Linked DNA regions of Mus musculus: region 1 is linked to region 2. The links are chromatin contacts, called in public HiChIP or PLAC-seq maps. All regions are on one chromosome and are shown on one strand. Each heading gives the region's core, a stretch centred on a gene start, on an enhancer-like site or on the middle of the called end of the contact. The rest is flanking DNA. Distances are from core to core; before and after follow the strand shown.

The links. HiChIP or PLAC-seq counts read pairs in DNA pulled down with a chosen protein or histone mark.
Region 1: an H3K27ac HiChIP or PLAC-seq map of double positive thymocytes shows a contact between it and region 2, with 15 times the contacts expected there. The contact joins the promoter of E430016F16Rik here to the promoter of AU020206 in region 2. A contact is called at or near these places in 1 of 484 Hi-C or Micro-C datasets (pre-B cells) and 3 of 115 datasets of contacts at active chromatin or transcription factors (double positive thymocytes, large pre-B cells and pro-B cells).

Annotation. Positions count from the first base shown.
Region 1 is chr7:78,715,515-78,719,810 of GRCm38.p6, reverse strand. It overlaps E430016F16Rik (RIKEN cDNA E430016F16 gene), which reads left to right and starts at 1,591. Exons shown (of 11, transcript NR_015542.2): 1 at 1,591-1,731.
Region 2 is chr7:75,780,263-75,784,626 of GRCm38.p6, reverse strand. AU020206 (expressed sequence AU020206) reads left to right here and starts at 2,507. Exons shown (of 3, transcript NR_165329.1): 1 at 2,507-2,575; 2 at 3,871-4,002. RefSeq lists a cis regulatory region at 2,144-2,886.

The DNA.
Region 1 (4,296 bases), core at 342-2,841, 2.9 Mb before region 2:
TTTCTACATCAGATATTTATCTGTATATGGGTGCAGGATATACATATGTGCAGGTGCACACACGGTAGGAGCCTAGAAAACTGAGCAAATGGGTTAGTTCATGGTGAAAAGTTTTTCATAGTGCCAAGTTTATAACCCATTAAACCCCCGATGATCTTTACTGCCGATGAATTAGATGTCAATTTTTAGAACATTAATTTTTACATTTCCCTGCCCTGGAAGCAGCCTAAGTATAGCTTCCTTCACATGATAGGGTCTTCACTGTGACTCCCAGGGTCACACGGGGCTTGGAGAGAGTTCTTCCTGAGGTTGGATCTGGAGAATATAGTAACTGTATCCCACAGAGATGGCTTCGGTCCGTTTTGCTTTTTGAGTTCTTAAGTCTGCTTTTTATAGTTTGCTGTCTCTTTCTGTGCTCTCAGGCTGTCAACTGTCACTTCCTGCAGCTGTCAGCCTGGCTTTCTCTTTCTTGAGACTCACCACTATCGGCATCTTCCCCGCCCCCAGTGCGCACACACACACACACACACACACACACACACACACACACACAGAGGGAGATTCCATTCTGATTCAGGATTACTTAGAGTCAGTGGGCTTGACTCATCCAATCTGTAAAGCAGCCACCCCCTAACCTGAGAGCAGCCCCTGATCTGGTGACATCAGCTTCACCTGGGAACTCCTTAGAGATGCCCATTCCTCCGGTCCTGTTCCAGACTTGCCTAATCAGAATCACTGGAGTGGGGTGGGAAGGGTAGAACAAGCAATCTGTATTTACCAAGCTGTCTGGTGATTTAGGTGTCTCTCAGTTGGAGAAATAGCCCATAGGAAAGGGAAATAAGGTCCGAGGGAAGGCTTACGGCGCTGCACGTGGTTCAGAGAATCAGTCTATGTTCTGTGTCCAATCTAGAGACTTCTGTGTCTTTCTGGGTTCTGGGCTGTGTTCAGTGCTATTGGACAGTTTCAGGATAGCTGAATTGTAGGAAGGTGTGATGTTGTGCATGTGTGTCAGCCTAGTACATACAGAGAATGAGTAAAGGATAGAGAGAGAAAAGCCAGGCTCTGCAGAGAGGCTTGTCTTAGCTCCTAGAATCTTCCGTGTGTGGCTTAGCCTCAGAATCCTGGTTGCAATCCACCAGCTCAGAGTCCTACCAGTCTTCAGGTAGAAGGAGGAGCTCCTGGGTTTCGCCTGTGAATAGTGTGCCTAAGGCTCAGACCAAGTGTCAGGAACACTCTGAGAGTTACCAGCTGGTGGAGACTCTGCCAGAGACTCTCCACGCGGAATTTTTCAGGCGGACAGCTGGGATATGTGTGGGAGCCTCAGAGATGCATGGATTTGGGTTTGTAAACACAGGCCTGTTAAATTTAGGGCGGGCCTCGGGCCTAGGAGAGCTCCGTAGCATCATTTGGCAACTGTTGCCCATATTGAGTGGTTTAAAAACCCTGCTTATTCCTTATATAGTAGGAGGCCTGTTTTAGCACAGCTTGTCATCAGAGGGGAGGGTCTTGGCACAGGAGTTGAACACCCACTGTGTGCCAGGTGCTCTGCATAAACCATGCCGTTTTGACTGCTGCGTATTCAGGGGCTGAGGCTTATCAGCTCTGCTTACTGAGAGCAAAGGTCTAGACCTAAGAAATCTCAGTCATGGTGTTGGATGTGCCTCAAGGATGGATGCAAGAGGACCACCTCCTGTGTAGTGGAGAAGGGCAACCGGCAGATGGCATGTAGTGGTAAGGATCCTCTGTCCATAGTGAGAACCCGATACCATCCATAGAAGCCGGGCCAAAGAACTGGCCAAACTGCCTAGTTTCCTTGTGTTACTGCTTGTCAGAAAAAGACATCTGGAGTATGATCCCACAGGATGCTCTTCAAATTCAAGGCTTTGCTGGACAAATCACTTTGGGAATTGTCATAAAGCTTTATTCTCCCCTTGGAGATTGTGAGTTACTTGTGGTAAGCAGGGTTAACCAGCCAAGCAGACAGAGATGATCACTATAAAGAGATGCTGGGAACTGGCTTTGTGGTGGTGCGGGCTGGCAGGGAAAGGTTGACGTCCCAAGGGCAGGCTGCACCTCTCTGCCTGCATCAAGGGCGATGCTGTCTGTGAGTGGGACCCTTCCACCCACCTTTGTGGGGAGACTTCCACTCTACTGTTAGGGCCTTTGGAGCCACTGAGTCCAGTCAACCCAGGTATCCTTTACTCAAAACTAGCTTATTGTAGAATTAACTACACCTATCAAATTTTCCTGGAAACACCTAGGGAAGCATTTGACATTGGCATCTAAGATTGATCACTACAATTATGGTTTAGACCTTAGATATACCCCGAAGGCTTGTTGAAGGCTTTGTGGCAGTGTTTGGAGCTAGTAGAGTCTTTAGTGTGGAGCTCTGTAGAAAGGCATCAGGTTCATAGGGTTCTGCCCATGAAAGTGTGATTGGTATCTCAGTCCCTTTCTTTTCATCTCTGCTTACTGGCTGCCACCGGTGAGCAGCCTCCTCTGCCCTGATGATTTCTGTGCCACAGGCCTGAAGCAAGTGAACTGAGCCACTGTGGACTGAAACCTCAGAATGCATGCATGCATTGAAACACTCTTGTACATTGAGTGCCTCAGGTATTTAGACACAGTGAGACAGAGATGACTGGCCAGTAGAATACCAGATGTAGCACAGAAGTCTTCTCCAAAAAGACATCTTGATTTTGGTGAATCTCTTCCCTCCTAAAGTTGCCCTGCCTGCTCTCCCATTTTACAAACCCGTAACAGAACAGCCATGTGTGCCAGAGTTCCACACAGCGCTTAGGAGATTGCTGGCCTGAGCTTCCTGGCCCTACCTCAACCCGAGACCCTGGAAGAGCTCAGACGCTAAACAATTCAGTCTTTGGTGATTCAGGGACATAGTTTGCCAACCTCAATCCCATTGGTATCTTAGCCAGCTAATTCTGTGTCATAGGGCTCACCCTGTGTACTGTGGGATATTTAGCAGGATTCCTGGTCTTGGTCTGATGGATGACAGCAGTACTCCTTCCTCCCCAGCTATGACAATCCATAATGTCAAACATCTTCCGACAAGTGAAATGTTCCCTGCTGAAAAGCACTAGTGCAGAGGAAGACATTGTGGAATAGCATAGAGGTCCAGGGAGCCCGGCAACCTGAGTTTGAACTGTACCTCTCACATTTAACTGTGTCCTACCGTGTTCTGGACAACTTGGAGCAGTCCAGCCTGGGTTGACTAGCTCTGTGCGGGGAATGACTTTACTTTCATGAGGCCCCATTTTCCACCTCTCCAAAATGATGATCATGATAGGATTTATCAAGTTATTGAGGGATTCATTGGAGTAGAGTATTTAGGCTGCCTGGCTCTCAACAATTATTCTGCATGTGTTTGTCCTTTAGCCTTCTGACAAGGAGGCCCAGTCTCTTGTCTGAATTCTCCTGGGCATCCTGGGATAATGGAATTGCAAGACCATCATCTGGTCTATATTCTAAGTAAGAAGACAAATTCATCTTGGGGTTTGAGGCTCCAGGGCTTCAGACTGGTAACAGTCCCCCACTCGGAGTGCAGATGCCCATGACCCCAAGTTTACAGAGGAACTTCAAGAATGTCCAGAGCTCAGCAGCCTCAGACTCCCTTCCAGGCCACTCCACAGGTTGCTCCATGGCTCCTTCCCACAGGCCACAGATTTATGAATGGTGCACACTGTGTCCTTGCCAGGAGGTTTATTAATGGGCTTTCATACAGCACTTTAGGTTGGTGAGCTCTCCTTGCTCCTTCGGTTCCTGGCCGGATGCAGGGAGATACATCACATCAGCAAAATCTTCCTCTTGATTTGCCAGAGGGGGTGATTAAGACACCATCTATTGGGGATAGACTCTCAGCCCACTCTCCTCCTCCTTTGGCCATCTCTTGGCCACTAACAAATTCCATGGAGGCAGCATATAGCCCATAGCCATCCTCTGCAGGTAAGACGGCCACCTTATTGCCAGTCATGGGGATGCAGAGCATACTAACTTCAGGTCAGAAGTTTTGGGTTCTGGGCATCTACCTACTAGGCAGATAACTCGGGAGAGTTGCTGGGCCTCTCAGAGTTTCAGTTTCTTCATCTGGAGTCACAGCCATCTCCTAGCATGGGTGGGAATATTTCCTGAGTGTTTTAGTTGTGCAAAACCTTGTCCAGGATTAGTGTATCCTCTTTATGGAGGAAGCATGCACAGCAAGGGTGGGGTTTGAGTTACTCAGACACCTCAGAGTGTAGCAGCTTTGGAGGGGCTCTGAACCATTCTTCAAAAGATGCCATT
Region 2 (4,364 bases), core at 1,258-3,757:
GTGACTGGATCTTTTCCCAATTGGCTGGAGTCAGACCTCACTGTATTATTTAATTGGCTAGTCTGAAAAGATTTGGTGAATGGGAAATGAAGGAAAGGAAAGAGTTATTGTCAGGTCTGGTGAAAATTCAACACCCAGGTTTTCTTTTTTCCTTTTCTTTCTTTCTTCCTCCTCTTCCTCCTTTCCTCCTCCTCCTCCTCCTTCTTCGGTGGTTCTGCAGCTTTATTTGGCATTCAGCAGGTTAGTTCTCACCCACATTGACTGTAGATCTTTGAATGTGGAACAGGCACGTAAGAGTAAGTTACCAATGTGTAGAGCTTGTTTGGTGACTCCTCATCCCCATTATGTTTTCTGGACAAATGTACTCGGATGCAATAAGGAACATTCCTTATTCCCTCAGCCCAGAAGGCTTTATTGAGCCTGGTGTCAATGGGCACATCTGGAGTTCCCCATTCCTTCATGGTCTTTGAGTGCCCTAAGAGCACACTACTTGAAGCCTACTCCATGGATGTGCATGTGAACATTGATGGTGTATTCTTGGGTCACCATCTCGTTGATGGCAGAACTGCCCTTCATCTTGCCACCCTTCTTTGCTACTTATAATTTCACCAGCAAACTGACAGGTCACAGATATAGCACAGCCTTGGGAACTGATATTGTGACAGAGACTCTTCAGGTGAAAACCCTTCTCCTCTGTTTCCTCCTCCTCCTCCTTCCCCTTTTAAAAGATTGTCTATTTTATGTATGTCCATATGCTGTCACTGTCTTCAGACACACAAGAAGAGGGCATCGGATCCCATTACAGATGGTTGTAAGCCGCCATGTGGTTGCTGAAATTTGAATGAACTCAGGACCTCGGAAAGAGCAGAGGCAGCAGCTGCTTCTTCTTCTTCTTCTTCTTCTTCTTCTTCTTCTTCTTCTTCTTCTTCTTCTTCTTCTTCTCCTTCTCCTTCTCCTTCTTCTTCCTCCTCCTCCTCCTTCATCCTCCTCCTCCCCCTCCTCCTCCTCCTTCCTCCTCTTCCTCCTCCTCCTCCTCCTCCTCCTCCTCCTCCTCCCCCCCACTTCATCTCCTCCTCCTCCTTCTTTTTGGTTTTTCGAGACAGGGTTTCTCTGTGTAGCCCTGGCTGTCCTGGAACTCACTCTGTATACCAGGCTGGCCCTGAACTCAAATCTGCCTCCCTCTGCCTCCCAAGTGCTGGGATTAAAGGTGTGTGCCACCACTGCCCGGCAGTATCTGGTCTCTTTTTTTTTTGTTTCTGGTCTCTCTTAATAATACATTTCTGAGTCACACAGAAGGAAAGGGGCATGAATACATTTCTGAGTCACACAGAAGGAAAGGGGCATGAGGAGAAACAGAACACATCTGACCCTTGGCTTATCTTCAGTGATGGTCAAACCTCAGTGGATAGGTGGCTGACTTAAGATGTGGATACTCACAGTGTGGAGAGTCCTTGATGCAGCTTCAAGGATATTGGCAAGAATATTTACTTTTGGCTTGGAGGACAAGGGAGGAGGCTCAGATAAGAATAATGTACTGTGTTCCTTGTGTCTTGGTCATCCTGTTTATTGCCTTGTTTGACTACATTGTCTTTAATCTAAGAACTGACCTTAGATGACATAAAAGCAAGCTGGAGAAAAATAAACCCACATCAGCCCTGGTTGGGGTCGTGTTATAATGTTGTTTAATTGTCTTTTCTTTCTTTAACCTCCCTCCCTCCTTTGAGACCCCGATGACTGAGCTGGCTTCATGCAGAAGGAAAGGGGCGTGGGGAGAAGCAGAACACATCTACCCTTGGCTTATTTTCAATAATGATCAAGCCCCAGCAAATGTGAATGTGTGGCTGACTTAAGATGTAGATACTCACACCATGCTTCATCTTTACAAGGTCACTGCTGCAGGCCATGGGACTCCTGGAATGCAGTTTGTTGCCTTGAGTAAACCAAGATTTGGTTTTGGTTTTGGTTTTGGTTTTGGCTTTTGTTTTTTTTCCGAGACAGGGTTTCTCTGTGTAGCCCTGGCTGTCCTGGAACTCACTTTGTAGACCAGGCTGGCCTCGAACTCAGAAATCTGCCTGCCTCTGCCTCCCGAGTGCTGGGATTAAAGGTGTGCGCCACTACTAAACCAGGGTTTTACTGGGTGGGGGTGGGGGCGGATTAAAACATTTGCGTTGCAATCTAACTAGGTGTGGGAGGCAAAAATATATGAATCCTTTGTTCTTTTTTCTGAGTTCGAGGCCAGCCTGGTCTATAAAGTGAGTTCCAGGACAGCCAGGGCTATACAGAGAAACCCTGTCTCGAAAACAAACAAACAAAAAAAGAATCAGGTGGCACTAACTTTTCTTTCCCCTCCCGGCCCCTCGCTGGACCAGAGGCTGGGGCAGCCCACCCCTTCCTCCAAATGCAGCTGTAGTATGGGTTCGTCGGGCCATCCGTCACAAATCTACGGCCTCTGATTGGCTTTTGTGCTTAGGAACCATAAAATGGGGCGGGAATTGGGGAGAAATTGGCTTTTTGGCGGCAGCACTGCGTCAGCGGCGGCGGCGGCGGCAGGGACTTGCAGTGCGTGAGCTGCATGGTGAGTACCGGGTTGAGTCCTGGCCGACCGTGTTCGCAGTGCCCGTTATCCGGACGGCCTCCTTGCGGCAGGAGCGCCCGGAAGCGTGTGGAACCGTGGGTCCGGTTTACTGGGTCGGGGAGTTTGGGTCGAGATAGCAGCCGGACTCCATTTAAGACCAGGAGTCATTTTGAGATTCTGCCTCAGTTAGGTTAAAGTTTTTTGGGGTGGGGTGGGGGCTAGAGGGTTTCGAGACAGGGTTTCTCTGTGTAGCCCTGGCTGTCCTGGAACTTACTTTGTAGACCAGGCAGGACTCGAACTCAGAAATCCACCTGCCACTGCCTCCCACGTGCTGGGATTAAAGGCGTGCACCACCACTGCCCGGCTAGGTAAAAGTTTTTTGTTTTGTTTTGTTTGTTTTTTGAGACAGGGTTTCTCTGTGTAGCCCTGGCTGTCCTGGAACTCACTTTGTAGACCCGACTGGGGTAAAAGTTTTAATATTCTGTTTCTTGGAGTTAGGCTGTGCCCGACAGATGTTTTGTACCTTGTGCTCCAGGAAGAGTTCTATAACTGCCTTGTGCTCTCTGTAAACCCGCCTGCTTGCAAAATACCTCTCTCTCCCATTGGTTTTGTCCTATAAGAGAAGTATGGGAAATTTAGGGGGAGACAGCTGTGCACAGACTTGGCTGTGCACGGAATAAGGTGTTCTTTATCCTCATTCGGTGGGATTAATAAATTAATTAATTTTGGAGGCTCCAGTGATATAAGAAGCTGTTAGGGTCCATAAACTGTATAAACATAGATTTCAGTCAGGGATAGTTTATCGAACGCACATCCTAAGATTGATCAATCAGAGATGTAGCTCAGACTCTACAGCTGGAAGCTACAACCCTGAATGTTTTCTAGGGTCAGTTTATAGAGGTTAAAACCCCACAGGGAGCTTTTATAAGCAGGTACTGGGCGGGCTGCAGGTGGTCTGCCTTTCCCAAGTTGTTACTAGTTTAGGCATAACAGTTGAAGCTGGTTTCTATTTTGGTTGGTCCCAAGTGAAGGCTGTGGTTGGGGAATTTCTAAGAACCTCAGAACAGAACAGGATATATGGCCAACTTGATCTCTCTCTGAGCCAAACTGTTGTCAGCAGTATGAGGTGGCTGACAAGCATGAGGCAGGAGGGTTACAGCTAAATTGGGGGGGGGGGGCGGGGGACGGAGGGGGGGGTGGGGGGGCGGGGGGGGAGGGGCTAAGCTAGGGCGGAGGGTAGCTTTAACAAATCCCTACCCAAATTCAGAACCTGGACCCTTCCCTTCAAACCTCAGGTACCAGAGCACCACTGCCCAGGGTGTGCACCTTGAGACGTTCCAAGGCCCCTGCAGGCTTGATTTCAGTTCGGAGGTCCACAGCTGCAGGAAAAGAAACCCAGCAAGCACCTGGATGAGGAGCCTTCATTGGTAAGTCATTGCTTTCCTTACGTAACATCTGGTCCTCTTCTACTAGGATCCCATCTGGATACAGTGTCTTAGGAGATAGATGAACTCCTGTCCAGGGCACTAGGGAGAGGTCACACTGCCTTCTTGGTCCTGTGTGTCCTGTTCTGTTTTGTTTGCCTTTTCTGTTTTTTGTTTTGTTTTGTTTTGTTTTTTGTTTTTGTCCTGAGTCTTCTGAGGTTTGGGTTTGGGGTGACTGGAAGACAAAATGGGTAACAAGACTAGTAAACCCTACATACAGAACTCCCCACTGCTTCACTCCTGTCAGTGCCCATCTCAATCCAAACCCCGATCTCAGCCCTCACCTCAGCCCTCACCTCAGTCCT